2 separate regions of the Mus musculus genome follow, and region 2 is linked to region 1. Evidence: chromatin contacts called from public HiChIP or PLAC-seq data. All regions are on one chromosome and are shown on one strand. The core of a region is the stretch at or near the end of the contact, and the rest is flanking DNA. Distances in the headings are between cores, read along the strand shown. Region 1 holds the start of Asb18 (ankyrin repeat and SOCS box-containing 18). Region 2 overlaps Iqca (IQ motif containing with AAA domain).

Region 1 (7,739 bases), core at 3,300-5,799:
ATTATATATAATAAATGTATGATCATAAAAAGCTTGGAAAAAAGAAACAAATAATGTGAAAGAAAAATGAAAGCTTGCTAAAATTCATGGCTGGCTTCGTCCTGTCTCTGACTTCTGACTCACCATGAGATCACTCTGTCCTGGGTCTACCATGATACTGGATATCATGTGACACTCCAGCCAAGGGGATGAACAGCTCAGTTGCTCAGTCTAGCACACTGGCCTGTAAAGCTCTCAAACTGTGAGCTAAAATACTTCTATCCTTTGTAATGATCCAGCACCAAATATTTTGTTACAACAGCAGAAAACAAGACAGCCATGTTCTTCAGTAACAAATGAAGATGAAAGATGAATTTCTTTTTGCAGAGGAGGAGGTGGGGTGGCCCCTTGGATGAACAGTGAGACTTTTCAGAGGGGTGACCTCCCTGAGTGGGGTCTGGAGGGAGGAGGGTGGTAAAGGTGAGCAGGGGAGGTTATGTCCTTATTAGGACATTACTGCTGGGTTGAGGAAACTGATTGGGCGTCGTTCTGTATAAAACACACACACACACACACACACACACACACACGTACTCCATACTGGGCTCCAACCCCTGATCCATATCTGGACCATCCCTTTAGAATGAGCATAGACCCAGCAACACAGGACACCTCAGATACCTCAGTGAGAGGGCCTTGTCCTGTGCTAGGTTGGGTTGTGCATCACAGTGGCTCCTGCTGGGAAGGCTGAGAGTTAGCTAGAAGATTCTAGCCCCTTGCTTGGTACCTCATGTCCATTCTTGTGGCAGAGCAGGTGTCTTCCTTTGGAAGACACCTCCTTAAGGAAATATGGAAATATGAGTGTTTTCCCTCCAGATGCCACCTCAGGAGGTGATGGCTCTATCTTCTGTCACAGCCCTGTTTCCTAGTTCCTCTGACCCCCATCCATATCAAGGGGGTACATGAGCACCCAATGGGCTTCTTCAGAAAAAGCTGTTTCTATCACATTCTCAGCTAGTCTCTCTGTCTCTGTCCTTTTCTCTGTCTGTCTCTGAGTCTCTGCCTGCCTGCCTGCCTGCCTGTCTGCCTGTCTGTCTGCCTGTCTCTGAGTCTCTGTCTGTCTGTCTGCCTGCCTGCCTGCCTCTGAGTCTCTGTCTGTCTGTCTCTCCCCTGCCCCCTTCTTTCTAGCGAGGGGGCCCAGATGTGAGGAATAAGAAATACCTCTCTGAAAGCATCTTAAATACCACAGAGAATGTTGGCCTAGCAAGGATGCTCCAGTCTTGGGCATGGGGATGGATTCCTCAGAGGTTTCAACCTTGGACTTCCCCTCTCATGCATTCAGAGTTGTTCCCTGGCAGCAATCTCCATGCATGCTCCTCATGCTGGTGCACACATGTACAGGTGTGTGCATGAATGTGTGATGTCATGTGTGCACATGGATACACCTACATGGGGGAGTCTGACTAGAGGCTAGAGCTCAGGGCTCAGCTGACTACAGTCAGAGATCAACCACAGGTCAGGAGCAACCTTGTAGCAGATGTAACCAAGAGACCGTATTACTTATGTGACAATGACCAAAAGGATTCAAGGGCATGGGAAATAATGAACATGGACCCACACAGACATGTCACACAAGGGAGAGTACTTCAAGGAAAAACAAAATCCTTTGTCTAGTGAGAAAAGAAAGAGTTAAGGGCAGGGGAGATGGCTCAGTGAGTAAAGTGCTCTCTGTGCAATTGTGAGGTCCCAAGTTCAGTCCCTAGAACCCATGTTGAAATGCTGGGTGTGGCAGTATATGTTTGTAACCCCATGGCTGGGTTGGCTGAGATGGGTGGACCCCTAGGCTCTCTGGACCATCAACCTAGCATACATGGTGAGGCCCAGGCTAGTGAGAGACCCTGTCTCAAAAACAAGGTGGGTGGAGCCTGAGGAACAATACCTGAGGTTAATATCTGTATTCCTCAGGCACTTGGTCACTCCCCCCACTACATGCATCCCCCTAGTTACACATGTGCCACCTGTCCCCATGTGCACCCATGTGAACACACACATGCACACATTCTCTCTCTCTCTCTACACACACACACACACACACACATACACACACACTTGGGCACACTATTAAACTGTTAATTTCATTATGAATTCTCAAAACTGGTAATTTTCATGCTGCTGGAGGCTATGCTAAAACGTGCTTTCTTACTTCCTTTTGGATAGTGGAAACACATGGCAAGAAAATTTCATATTCATGTACCAGCCATATGGCTCCCAGAGACTTATGTGAAGGGAAGGCCTATATAAGAATGAAATCGCACAGATGGTATCAAAGACTTATATCACAGCATTGTTTATAAGAACAGTAGCATAGGGCTGGAGAGATGGCTCAGCAGTTAAGAGCACTGATTGCTCTTCTGAAGGTCCTGAGTTCAATTCCCAGCTACCACATGGTGGCTCACAACCATCCGTAATGAGATCTGATGCCCTCTTCTGGGATGTCTGAAGACAACTACAGCGAGCGGGGCAGAGCGAGCAAGTAGGACTGGAGCGAGTGGGGCCAGAGCAAGAGCTAGAGAGTTGGCTCAGTGGTTAAAAGCACTGACTGCTCTTCTGAAGGTCCTGAGTTCAAATCCTAGAAACCATACAGTGGCTCACAGCCATCTGCAATGAGATCAGATGTCCTCTTCTTGTGTGTCTGAAAACAGCTACAGTGTACTTACATATAATAAGTAAATAAATCTTAAAAAAAAAAAAACCCAGTAACATAAGGACATTCTTCCTCAGGCATTTGGTTTAAGGGTTTTGTGGCTAATCACCATATGTGATGGATGGGTTTAGAAAAACCAGGCAGCTACATAGATTTATTTTATTTTTAATTATGCACGTGCATGCATAGTTAATAAATAAATGTGTGTACATGCATGAATTTGTAAGTGTACGTGCAGTGACTGTAGAGACCAGAAGAGGGCGCCAGATCTTCAGAACTAGAGTTAATAGGCAGTTGTGTGCTCTCTGACTTGTATGCTAGGAACTCAACTTGGGTCCTCTGTAAGAGCAGCATATGCTCTTAACCACGGAGCCGTCTCTCCAGCCCCTACTGTCGATCTTTTTGGATATGAAAAACGACCATCAAATGTGATGTAGCAGTGGGCCTGTGAAATTTCTACCCCTCAAATAGGGGAAGAGAGAAATGGACGTGAAGATAGCTGGTCCTGGGGCAGAGCAGAAACCCTGCTTTTCTCTCAATTATTTTGTGTGACGCTGAATTTGGGCCAAGGCAACACACACACATGCCCTCAGCACCTGTGATACGCATGTGTGTAAGTGTTGCTGAAGACGACTTCACCTGTGCCAAATCCTAAGAACAGTACCACAGTGGACCAGAGGGGGGCGCTCACTCATTCTTGGTATCTACAACTCACAGAAACTGTCAGAGCAAAAGCCACCAAGACCTGATACAAGGAAGTGCTTCTGTAGGTAGCCTGTCTAGTGGCTGCCTGTCTAGTCCAAACAGATGTGGCCCTGGTGACTTACATATTTATTCTGCAGTTGTGGGGATGGAACCCAGAGTCCTGGACACGCTAAGCAAGCACTCTATCACCCAGTGACAGCTGAACCCTCAGCTAAGGATCTTTGCACCGTTGTCTCTGGTAGTTCTTGGCTACTTGTGGTTTGAGTGAAAATGACCCCCATAGGCCCATAGGGAGCGGCCCTATTAGGAGGCATGACCTTGTTGGAGTAGGGGTGGCCTTGTTGGAGGAAGTGTGTCACGGGGGGGGGGGGGTGGGCTTTGAGGCTTCAGAAGCTCAAGCCAGGCCCAGTGTTTCTCTCTTTCTTCCTGCTGCCTGCCAATCCAGATGTAGAACTCTCAGCTACCTCTCTGGCACCGTGTCTGCCTGCAAGCCACCATGTTCTCCGCCATGACAATAATGGACTAAACCTCTGAACTGTAAGCCAGTTCCAATTACATGTTTGCCTTTATAAGAGTTGCTGTGGTCATGGTGTCTCTTCACAGCAGTAGAAACCCTAACTAAGACATATCTTTACAGCTTCCCCTTGCCACCCACCCTTGAACATACCCACAAAGTACTGCCAACACAGTGTCTACCTGCCAACACAGCTGCCGTCTTGGAGAGTCTCTCCATTAGTTATTTAGTTTAACACATAGCTATATAAGAAATGGATAACAAGGGTATGTCACCCTGTTGGAACCCTTGCCCCTGTCTCCAGAGCAGACCCCAGCATGCATTAGTAATTGGCCTGTGGCCTCCTGTGGTTACCTAGCAGTACGCCCGTGGGCAGCTCGGCTGAGGGCTCCTTCATCCAGTCATCATTAGCAAGTTCTATTACGGCGTCCACAGGCTCCACCTCAGTGCAGATCAGCTTCTGTACAGTGTCCTCGTCCCCAGTGGCCAGAGCAGACTTTAATCTCCTCACTATGTCTGAGCTGAGGGGGTAATCTGGGGGCGAGTCCCAGCTGGACATTGTGGTATCTCTCCCTGTGCAGGGCCAGCCTTCTTCTCTTCCTCTAATGCATGCCCAAAGTTAGCCCTGTCCCCAGAGCAGGACAGATGGCTATAAATAGAATCAGGGCTGGGTTACCGTCAGCTGGGAGGGACACGCTGCTTTCACCTTGCCTTCAGGGCCGAGGAGGCCTCTTCCAGGGCCTTACTGTGCAGGCTGCTGGAGAGATGGCCACTGGCCCATTCTGTGTATTTGCAGAAGTAGCAAAGCTCTTTAGAGGTGACTTTGTTTACTTGAGAGGGTTGGATAGATTACGTTTCTCACTGCTATGACCAAATACCTGACTGGAAGCAACTTAAGGGAGGGCTGATTTTGGCTCATAGTTGGAGGGGCTACAGTCCATCACCTTTGGGAAACCATGGTGACAGGAGCATGAGGCAGCTGGTCACATGACCTCCACAGTCATGTAGCATAAGCAGAGAGGACAGGGGATGAGGCTAGCCCCTATGACTCACTTCTTCCATGGACTCTTCACAATCTTCCACAACAATGTCACCAGCTGGGGACCACTTATTCAAACACACAGGCCTTCGGGAACATTCTACATCGAAACCACACCACTAAGTAGCTTGGGCTGAACTCATCCTCCTGCCTCAGCCTCTGGATTGACGACAGTCATGTGCCTTACGCACAGCTCAAAGATGTTGTTGAAGGCCACAGTAATACACCTGACCTGGTCTTGGGCCTTCTGCTGTATTGAGGCAGGGCATATGCTGATAGTCTGTATTATGTATTTACTGTTTGATATATAGACATGTGGTCCAGGATGGCCTCAAACTCCCAATCCTCCTGCCTCCTCCTCCTCCCGGGTACTGGGATGACAGTCTTGTGCCACCATCTCTAGATTTATGTGGGGCTGCAGACGGAATTCAGTTCCTCCCAATGCTAGGCAAGTGCTCTATCCACCGGGCCCCATCCCCAGAGCTGGCCTTAGTGTGTTGAGTGTATGCTCTCACAGGCAGATGATTTGTTGTGAGGCCAGGGAGTGGCCTCGGGGACTGTGAATGTGGGGGAAGGACTGTATAGAAGCAGTGGCACTGTGCAGGGCTGCCATCAAGCCCCAAATCAGAAGGGAGGTGAGGGCCCAACACTTGTTAGGCAGATAATAGGATGACAGTGTCTCAAAATACGGCCCTCGCCGATCTTAATTACCCAGCGATCTGCTGGGTGGCTAATCAGCGGCACATGCACTATGCTAATGACCCCGGCTAATTCTGTTATAATGTAATCCTTTATCAAGTCTGTGATGTATAAATTAGGAATTGAAATGTAAGTAACGCAAATTATATTTAAGGCAACAAGCATTTCTTTATTTCAGTGTGACAACTCCTTGTCTTTGCTTCTTTCTCTTGTGGATGAACTTTTCCTTGTCCCCATCCTTTATGATGTGAGAAGGAAAGTCAGTCACTCTAGCTGCCCCTGTACCCGACCCCACTTATTTCTTAGACACCACGGATTTTGCTTTCTCCTTCAGTGGTTGTCTTTGAAAGATTTGCGGTATGTGTGACACTCGTGGAAGGTAGATCCCAGCTTCCTCTGATGGGGTGAGGCATCCTTGATCTTTTAAAACTTTTAAACCATCGTGGGTAGGAACAAAAGCCCTGTATTTGCAGGTAACTCGATTTTCTCCTCTTTGTATGTGTGTGATGTATGTATATGTTTGTGTGTGTGTGCATGTGCACTGTGGGTGTGCATGCACAGGTGTCTGTGTCTATGTGTGTGTGTCACTCTGTCTCTCTGTCTGTCTGTCTGTCTGTCTGTCTGTCTCGATCTATAGGCCAGAGGTCAACATCAGATGATTTTAGTTTTTAATGGTTCTACCTTATTTACTGAAGCAGGTCTTTCACTGACCCTGGATCCGCTGCTCCATCTGGCCTGGCTGACTAGCAAGCCCTGTGTCTGTCACTCCAGTGAAGGGCTTAGCACTATGCCCAGCTTTTACATGGGTGCTAGAGACCCCCAAGTCCTCAAGCTTGTGTGGCGGGTACTACACTGACTGAGCTATCTCTTCAGACCTTTGTCTGCATAGATTTATGATTAAATTTAGCCAATTCTGAGATGATGAAAAAGCTATGTGGTACAGAATCTCCCTATATAGTCCAGTCTGGCTAAAACTTGCCCTCTTCCTGCCTCAGCCTCTCTAGTGCTAGGGTTACAGGCTCAAGGTGTCACTTCTGGGAAGTGGTTGGGATGAAATCCATTAGACCGCAGGCCCCATGATTGAATCTTAGTGGCTTTGTAAGAGAAAGAGAGTCACACACAATGCTCACTGCCTCTTGCCAGACATGGCCATGCCACTTTGGAACTCCATCATAAGAAGGCCATCACTAGGTAAAAACCTGTGACCTTGTACTTCCAGAACCTTGGGACACAAGAAAACTTTCTTCTTTATAAAGTCACCTGCTTCAGGTACTTTATTATAGCAACAAAGAAGAATCTAATTGACCCTTCTAGTGGCTAATCTACTGGCATCCCCGATGGAGATCCAGAGGAGCCAGGGACTTCTCAATCTGACTGACCATCTCTATCATCCTTTCTAGCTGTGTCTCTCACACTTTGTCAAAGGTGACAGTTTCAACCAAGGCATTAGAGTGAACGGGTTCACTGCTCTGTGGCAGGACTGGCTTGCCCATCATCCTAGTGGGTGGTGAAATGGTTTTCATGGCAGCTATTTTTGTAATGAGGGAGCAGGGTCATTCAGTTTTTTTCTGTGTTTTTTTGTGGGCTGTGACACCATCCAGGCATGATAGGGGTTTCTGGTGACTCTGAAGATCTAAGCAATGCCTAGATGGAGACCAGATAAGCAAACCTCTGGATTTTCTACCAGACCCATCTCCCACTTACTGTTTCAAGACAGGGTAGTCTGGGATGGTCTTGAATTCATGGTGATCCTCCTGCCTCAGCCTCCTGTTGACCACCACACTTCACTGGTAAACCCCTTTGGAATCCTGACTGAGGCCAGGTTCCCTTGCTGTGCTAAGAACATTACAAATCTTATACGGTGGGCTGATGACAACTCTGGCTGGTGACAGCTCTGGCATGTGCCTGCATTTTTCTAAAGCCATGTGGGTGTCATTGTGTTTTGTTTTCTCAGAGCTCAGGAGCAGGGACTTTTGCTTTCTCACTTGGCTCATGAGGAACCAGGCAGGAAGTCAGTGACAGAAGTCACACTGCTTTGTCCTAACTAGGGTGACCATTGCTGTGATGAAACACCGTGACCAAAAGCAACTCGGGGAGGA
Region 2 (7,739 bases), core at 1,452-3,951, 46 kb after region 1:
TAGGCTTTTGTCTTGAAAGGAAATAAAACTGTAATTCATGTAATGTATGTCAAATAGCCCAAAGAGTTGTTTGTGAGCTTTGAAACCTGGGGCTGAGAGCATAGCAGAACAGACCAGGACATGCCCGGGCAGGCCCATCGCCTCCCTAGCTCCCACCCCTCTGACCTAAGTTAAATGTTACAGGCTGCTGATGCTTAAATGGACCAATCATGTGAAACTGCGCCAATTCCTTCCCCAGCCCCACTCCTTTTCTATAAAAACCCCTAGCTTCCAAGCCTCGTGGTCGAATCCACTGTCTCCTGTGTGAGAAACATTTCGACCCGGAGCTCCGCCATTAAAATACCTCTTGTTGTTACATCAAGGTGTTGTGTTCTATTCGTGATTCTTGGGTGCACGCCGAATCGGGAGCTGAGTGGGGGTTTCCCCACTGAGTTCTTTCAGTCTCCCACCAGCAGCCCCCCTTCCTGATGGTCTGGCTCAACAAATTCAAGGCAGGATCAGGACACATCACACAATAGTTCCAGCCAAGCAACCACCATATCTGCCTTCAAACTGACCAACCTCCAAGTGGGGGAGGAAAACTCTGAGGCTCTAGACGCTCCAGGCCTTGAGAGGAGACTGGAGTTTTTCCTTCCCTTCTGAGCCCGACCCTCTGCTTCACAGAGTGCATTTTCCTCTGTGTGCCTGCTGCCTGCGTGTGGTTCCTCACCCACCCTGACTGTGGAGCTTCAGTTTTCTCTGCTGCTGCCTGTTGCTCTTCAGATTTTTTCCTGCCTTTTATTTCCTTGACTGGCAGAGAAAACAAACCCAGTCAGGACCCCTAGACTGTGACATTAGTGGGGCTCCTCTTGGATTTCTCTTAAGACTGTATCAACTGGACACAGTAGAGCAGCTGGGCAGACATGCTTGCTAAGGAGAAGGTCTCTGACTGCAGCACTCACCAGTGCAGTCTAAGAGCACAGAGCCCCTGACTGTCCATCTCACATCTGTCTTCAGGCAGTCCCTGTCATTACAAACGCCTTCACATCAGACACAGAGATGGGAAGGTTCCGGGGCTCTGTGAGCATTGCTATGTGGACTGTCTTGAAGGCTGCCCACCTCCCAAGCCCCAGATAGAAGACGTACTTCTCTAGCATCATGATAGCATGAGGGACCATATCATTCATTGGCTCTAACCTTATTTTGAACCCATTTTGAATGAAGTTTCTGACCTTCCCTAGGTCTACGAGTGCTTAGATGAGCATTTGGGGAACATGATTGATATCCCCTTAGATAACTTCTGGAGGGACAGGGCTTTGTAGAAGCCATACCATGGGTTGTGTGGCTTTAAGGTTGCAGCCTCCTGGAGGCCACATCTGTTAACATCCCCCCACCCCTGGTGAATAGGTAGGGACCATCACAAGGGGACTAAAGCATGCACACCCTGGGTCATTAATTTGTCACCTGTTAAAAGCGTAACACACATTTTCTTTTTTTCTTATACTCTTTCAAAGCTTTGTCACAAAACAGCAGCTTAGGCTACAAGGCCACAATGGTCACTCTGTGATAAGTTTGCTATCAGCATTGCTGTAGATAATACTTCTGGCTTGGGGATTACGATAAATAATGGTCAACTAGGTCACCTTGCAACATTTGAAAGCTGCTGTGGTGGATGAATAAGAATGGCCCCTTGAGTCCTTAGTCATTAGGGAGTGGCACTATTTGAGAAGGATTAGAAGGGCTAGGAGGCGTGGCCTTGTGGGAGAGTGTGTGTCACTGGGGCTGGGCTTTGAGGTTTCAAAAGGCCATGCCAGGCCCAGTTCTACAAAGTTCTTTTCAACTTTCTCTTGTGGCACTTGTTGGCATTCAATCTCATGCTAGTGTTTAGTCTTGGATGGAGTTTATTACCCACTTTGGGCTGTGTTGCCAAGTAACCTGACTCTGGGAAGAAGCAGGTCCAGCTGCTACTGGCTTCACGGTGTTCATGGTCACTGCGTGGATCCCATCAGTTTAAAAATGCGGGTTGTTTACAAGATCCTGCAGATGTCAGATGGAGGCTGAAAAGGCACAAAATACTAGACTGTATTTTTATATCCTATATGTGCCCTTCACTGTTTAACTGGGGTCAGAGCTGCAAACAGGCCATTTGATCATTTAAAAAGCATTTTGCCGAATGAGTGTGTGTGGCTCCAGCTTGGTAAGCCGAGGCAATAGCTTAGAAAGCAGATGTTGGGGTTTACTGCTATTTTCCTAAAGTTCTCCATATCCAGGGAAGAACCCTAAAACATCCAGGGCTCATGTCTGTAACTTACATGATGTAAGCATGTTCTGACGGCAAAGCCAGTATGTTCTGAGATCTGATGCCTGGAGAATAATCCAGGGTGAATGTGGCCAGTTGCCTGCTGGAACGGGCATGTTCCTTCCAACACAATCTTGCATTATTCTACCAACTTAATCACTGATCAGTAAGCCATTATAGGGCCAGGACATTTGTGCAAGGTGACTCTGACCTCAGTGGCCCAGGAGTTCCGTGATGAAGTTGAATGTCTGCTAACCCACCAAGTGCAAGGCCAAGCTGTTTCCATTCTGAGAGAAAAGCTTTTAAAGCCATCACGCTTCATACCAAACTGTGGCCAGGTACAACAAACGGAGCAATCAGGTGACTCAGCTCAGCATGGTTCCTTTGGCTTGAGTTGAGGATGTCCAAATGGCTGGAACAGCAGGGTCTCACCTATGCTATTTGCATGTCTTAAGAACCCAACATTCACTGTTACTGGAGGCTCTACCTGTCCCTCAACCTTCTAGAATCTTTGCCTGTCTATCTGTCTCTCCCTTGGTGGCTGTTTAACAACAGTAAGTACTTGGGTCTGCTAGTCCATACTCCTTTTGCGTATGTAAGAATTAACAAGAGAGAGAGAGAGAGAGAGAGAGAGAGAGAGAGAGAGAGAGAGAGAGAGAGAGAGAGAGAGAGAGAGAGAAAGAGAGAGAAGAGAAGAGAGAGAGGAGAGAGAGAGGTTTGACAATTTGCTATGAAAAATGGTCTCTTTTGCTCTTTTAATTTTCACTTAGCTATGGAGAAGCTTCATTTAAATTATGCAGATAGTTTGAGGTCATGGCCAATTAAATGTAACTGAACCTCTAAAGTCTAAAGTCGTGTGGGATAGTTCACTCTGTGGCCAGCAGAGGGCTCTTCGGTCCTATCAAATATCAAATGTCTCTGTCAATTACTGACCAAGCCTGATCTTCGTCAAAACAAGGAGGCCTCTATTACTGAGTCCTGTGAGTCCTCTGAGCACACTGCGCAATGGTCACCGCAGGCATCAGACCTCAGAACATACTGGCTTGCCGTCAGAACACGCTTACATCATGTAAGTTACAGACATGAGCCCTGGATGTTTTAGGGTTCTTCCCTGGATATGGAGAACTTTAGGAAAATAGCAGTAAACCCCAACATCTGCTTTCTAAGCTATTGCCTCGGTTTACCAAGCTGGAACCACACACACTCATTCCTTCACGTGTTTGCTCTTTATTCCATGAATACGGGCAGATATCTGCTTTTGGCAGGAAGGAGGGACCTTTGACAGTGGGACCCCTCCCTGCCAGCAGGTATGTAGTATCCTTGGTCTGTATGTGAGGTGTTGTCATATTGGAGAGGAATGGAAGGGTTCAGGCTACTGGGGGGAGTTCACATTCTAAATTTACCCTACTAAATAGGGGTCCATTTGAGCAGTATGTGAGGGTGTTCTCTTCTGTACACATTTCTATTGTTAATTGCTATCTTTTTGTGCTACATTGTATACAGTCAAGGAAGTGATTTCAGGTTCTAGCAAGAGACTACCTTTGTTTTGAAACTAATAACCAACAAAAGAGTAGAAGTATCCTAAAACTGGAAGCCTGACTGATGAAATAGAGGTAAACAGGCAGGGCAGAGGAGGAAGAGAAGGAGCAGGGATGCGGGGACTCATGGCACAGCTGCTCACTCTGGTGGGCACCGTGTTGTGGGCAGGCAGTGCTAATAGGAACTGGACAGAATGGTGCTGTTACATAAAGGGAAAGGGTTCAGATGCAGGGGCATTGTGTCACATGTGGTGACTTTGTGCTGAAAGTCCTGCTCCTCCCAGTCCACACTCTTCTACGTAAGGGCTGAAGGGCTCGCTCCAGGCTTCAGCAATGCTGGGGCAACTTGGGAAGAACAGGATATATATGGGACGAAGACTCAGGCACAAGTGACTCCCCGGGGCAGGGTTAACCAAATCAATACTTCATCTTCCCTCTGAATGTGTCCAGGGTGGAGAAGCATCCTTCCATCCAAGCCTGGCCACAGGTCACCTCCTCCCCTCCACACACACCCTCATTTACAACACCAGCAGCTCTGATTCTGTACTTGGGGACTTAATGTCCACAGTGTGTTCCCCTCACACCCTGCTGGCAATGCCTGTGCCCACAGTCTGACGCTCTCTTCTCTTTTGGAACTCTTTGGAGGGCTGTTATAACTGGTGCCACCATGGAGAAATGGGTCCCCCTTTTCCACCCTCTTCAACCCCCTTCTCCCCAGAGCCAGACACAGCTATACCTACCACATGGCTTTGTGGCCAAGGGACCTTATCATCCTTCTGTGGTCTTTTCCTTTTTCCAAGCTACTATGGCCTCAGTTTGGGGTGGACTTTCCCTCATGGTTCTGTCTGGGCTCCTTTTCTGATGTTCTCCCCTTTGACTCTGTCCCCTCCAGGACTAAGTTCTGAAGGCTCAGATAGTAGAAGACAAGCATGACCTTGTAATGTTGATGGCACGGCATTGTGGGTTCTGGACCATGGCACATGCGCACTGTGGGATGCTGGTGGTGGAGGCGGTATGTGGTGGAGATGAGTCCAGTACACTCTCCACACACCCTGCTTAAACCTGCCATTGACTTAAGACTGCTAGAAGCCAAGCTACATGCACAGGAAAAGGTTTGGGGATCCACCTGTACCCTACCCCTCAATCTGAAACTGCCTTCAACACACTGGAAGGTGACCCTGGCCTTCAGACAGACTCTCTGTCAGGACTTATGCTCAGAGTCCAGGCCCCTTGATTTTCATGCCCGATGCTGTACCATCTGTACATGATGCCCTGTTTCTGGTCCCCCTTTCCCTCTTCCCAATTCTCCTTATTCCTCAACCCCACACTGTGTATGCCTGTGTGGGTGTGCGTGCTCATGTGTGCATGCACACATGTATGTACATGTGCACGTGGTGCCAGAGATCAACCTTAGATATCATTCCCTGAATCCATCCTCTTTGTCTTTATGAGTCGTGACTTTTCCCTGGGCTCTGGGGCTTGCTGATGAGGCTAGGCTGGGCAGACCAGCGGGCAACAGGGATCCTTCTGACCACACCTTCCCGGTGCTGGGATGACCACAGCTGGCTCTCTGTGTGGATACAGGGGATGGATCTGAAGCTCCCATAATGCTTAGCAAGCACTTTACTGACAGAGCCATCTTTGCAGTTGCCCCCTTCCTTTCTTTATTTAGTCAGCTCATTTGAGATCATGTGTGGCCCACGTCACATATATGTCACATTCTTCACAGATCTAGGTTAGTCACACCACCGCACATATCAGCAGTATCTTGAAGTTATTTGTCAGAGTCCTCATCCCCAGGAGCTATGGAGCAGAGCTGTCTGGCTCCCCTTGGGACTGTAGCACGAGCTCTGGAGAGGAGCATATATGGGCAGAGTCCTCTCCTGGAGAAGAGACTGGGCCTAAGAGCTTTGGGCATCCTGTGCTCACTGGCTGCAGGCTAGCATGTCTGCATGACCTAGATGTGACCTCCTGGCTGAGCAGCCATCTTAGCCCTCTTCCCCTAGGACCTCACTCTTGTGCTGGCCCTCAGCTGCGTCACTGTGCAGGAGGAGGAAGAAAAGAGCTACGGGCCATCAGGGAAGAGCCAGCATCTCCCGGAGTCTAGGTGCAGGCTGGCGGGTTCTGTTGTTTATTCACCTCCAGCAAATCCTACAGAAGTCTGCCTTGCTGAGCCATGGCCTGGGTCCTAGGTTCTATAGTTAGCTACATCCTCAGGCTTCCTGCCCTTGACTTGCCTAAGCAGGCTCCTAATCCTGCCTTCCTCTGGTTAATTAAATGCAGATAGCTGCTCTGTCAGTCATGCTGGGGTAGGGAGTGGGGGAATGGGGAGGCAGTGGCCTCTCGGAGCATCTTTAATTGAATGACTCCCACTCCTGAGACTTCTGGGTCTTTCATTAATCAGCTACATACACAACAAAGGTGAAACCTAATGAGGTATGTGTCAGGCACCCAACACCAAGAGGTCTAGGCAGATGATGTGCTGTTCTACATTTTAATGGCCTGACATCTAGCATCTCCTGTCCACATGGTGTCCGGTTGTGATAATTCTGGTAAGTGCAGCAATCGCTTATCTATGATCAAGATGAGGGCTCTCACTTTCTAACAAGCTGAACAAAACGACCAGGTCACTGGCTGTGCCAAGAGTCACACCAGGAGCCGTGTAAGGAATGAAGAGACCCAGGCACACTCTGTGTGTTCATAACTCAGGCTATGAAACATGGAGGATGGTGCCAGACTTTGGGCATCTCAGGGCAGCACTATGACCCAGTTGTTCCCTCACTTCATGCCTGTGTCCATAGGCTGTTGTGAGATGTGAATAGGTTGGTTTCATTTCTGTTGTTGTGATAAAATATCTGGACTAAAAGCAACAGTAAAGTGGGGTGTTGGGGCTCATTGTCTTGTTTTTCAAAGACAGAGTTTCTCTGTGTAGCCCTGGCTGTCCTGGAACTCATTCTGTAGACCAGGCTGGCTTCAAATTCACGAAGATCTGCCTGTCTGTGCCTCCCAGGGATTAAAGGTATGTGTTACCACTGCAAGGTGGGGTGTTGGGGTTTAACCCAGTGGTACAGTGCTTACATAGCAAGCAAAAGGCTCTGGGTTTGGACCGCAGCTCTGGGGGGGATGGGTTGGAGGAAAGGGGATCAACATAGTGTAGGAAGAAGTTGGCTTAGACTTCTAGGTTGCAGTCCATCCTTGCGAGGAAGGCAAGGCAGACAGTGCGGCTAGTCAGACCGCATTCACAGTCAGGAGTGGAGGGGAATGGATGCATGCTGCTCTCTTGCTTGCTTATGCTCAGCTTGATTTCTTTATTCTTACACAGCTCAGGACCCCCTGCCTGTTAAATGGAGAACTAGAACTTTCTATGTTGATTAACCACCAAGATAATCCCCACAGACCAATCTGACCTAGGTAGTTCCTCTCTGAGACTCTCCTCCCAGGTGATTCTAGGTGTTGTCAAGTTGACGGTTTGAACTAACCAACACAGAATACACAGCAGTGTGCAGAAGAATGTCCGGAAGCTGGGTGTGGTGGCGCACACCTTTAATCCCAGCACTCGGGAGGCAGAGGCAGGCGGATTTCTGAGTTCGAGGCCAGCCTGGTCTACAAAGTGAGTTCCAGGACAGCCAGGGCTACACAGAGAAACCCTGTCTCGAAAAAACAAAAACAAAAACGAAACAAAGAATGTCTGGAGGTAGTTAGGTGCTTGGAAATGCTGATGGTTACAATTCATGTGTGATAAAGACTTGCATCTAGGATATACAAATAATTCTAACAAACTCTGAAGCCAATAGCTCATGGAAGGTAAGCAGCCGGCGAGATAGATAGTGAGATAGTGAGATAGTGAGATAGTGAGATAGTGAGATAGTGAGATAGTGAGATAGATAGTGAGATAGTGAGATAGTGAGATAGTGAGATAGATA

What was found. HiChIP or PLAC-seq counts read pairs in DNA pulled down with a chosen protein or histone mark.
Region 2: an H3K27ac HiChIP or PLAC-seq map of embryonic stem cells shows a contact between it and region 1, with 5 read pairs. The contact joins the enhancer-like site here to the promoter of Asb18 in region 1. A contact is called at or near these places in 4 of 39 promoter capture datasets (embryonic stem cells, frontonasal cranial neural crest and stem cell-derived epiblast-like cells), 2 of 15 datasets of contacts at CTCF or cohesin (the NIH/3T3 cell line and embryonic stem cells), 1 of 484 Hi-C or Micro-C datasets (pancreatic cancer cells), 1 of 115 datasets of contacts at active chromatin or transcription factors (embryonic stem cells) and 2 of 9 other capture datasets (liver and pancreatic islet).

The regions. Positions count from the first base shown.
Region 1 is chr1:90,010,117-90,017,855 of GRCm38.p6, forward strand. Asb18 (ankyrin repeat and SOCS box-containing 18) reads right to left here and starts at 4,550. Exons shown (of 5, transcript NM_001355134.1): 1 at 4,257-4,550. The coding sequence starts at 4,461.
Region 2 is chr1:90,057,595-90,065,333 of GRCm38.p6, forward strand. The region is part of intron 15 of Iqca (IQ motif containing with AAA domain); the gene reads right to left. Among named protein-coding and RNA genes, the nearest start is that of Asb18, 47 kb to the left of the region's middle. Within about 2 kb of position 2,702, at least 8 of the 459 cell types and tissues checked have an H3K27ac peak or open chromatin away from gene starts, as enhancers often do. A contact at or near this core is called in embryonic stem cells and pancreatic cancer cells, where this site is marked.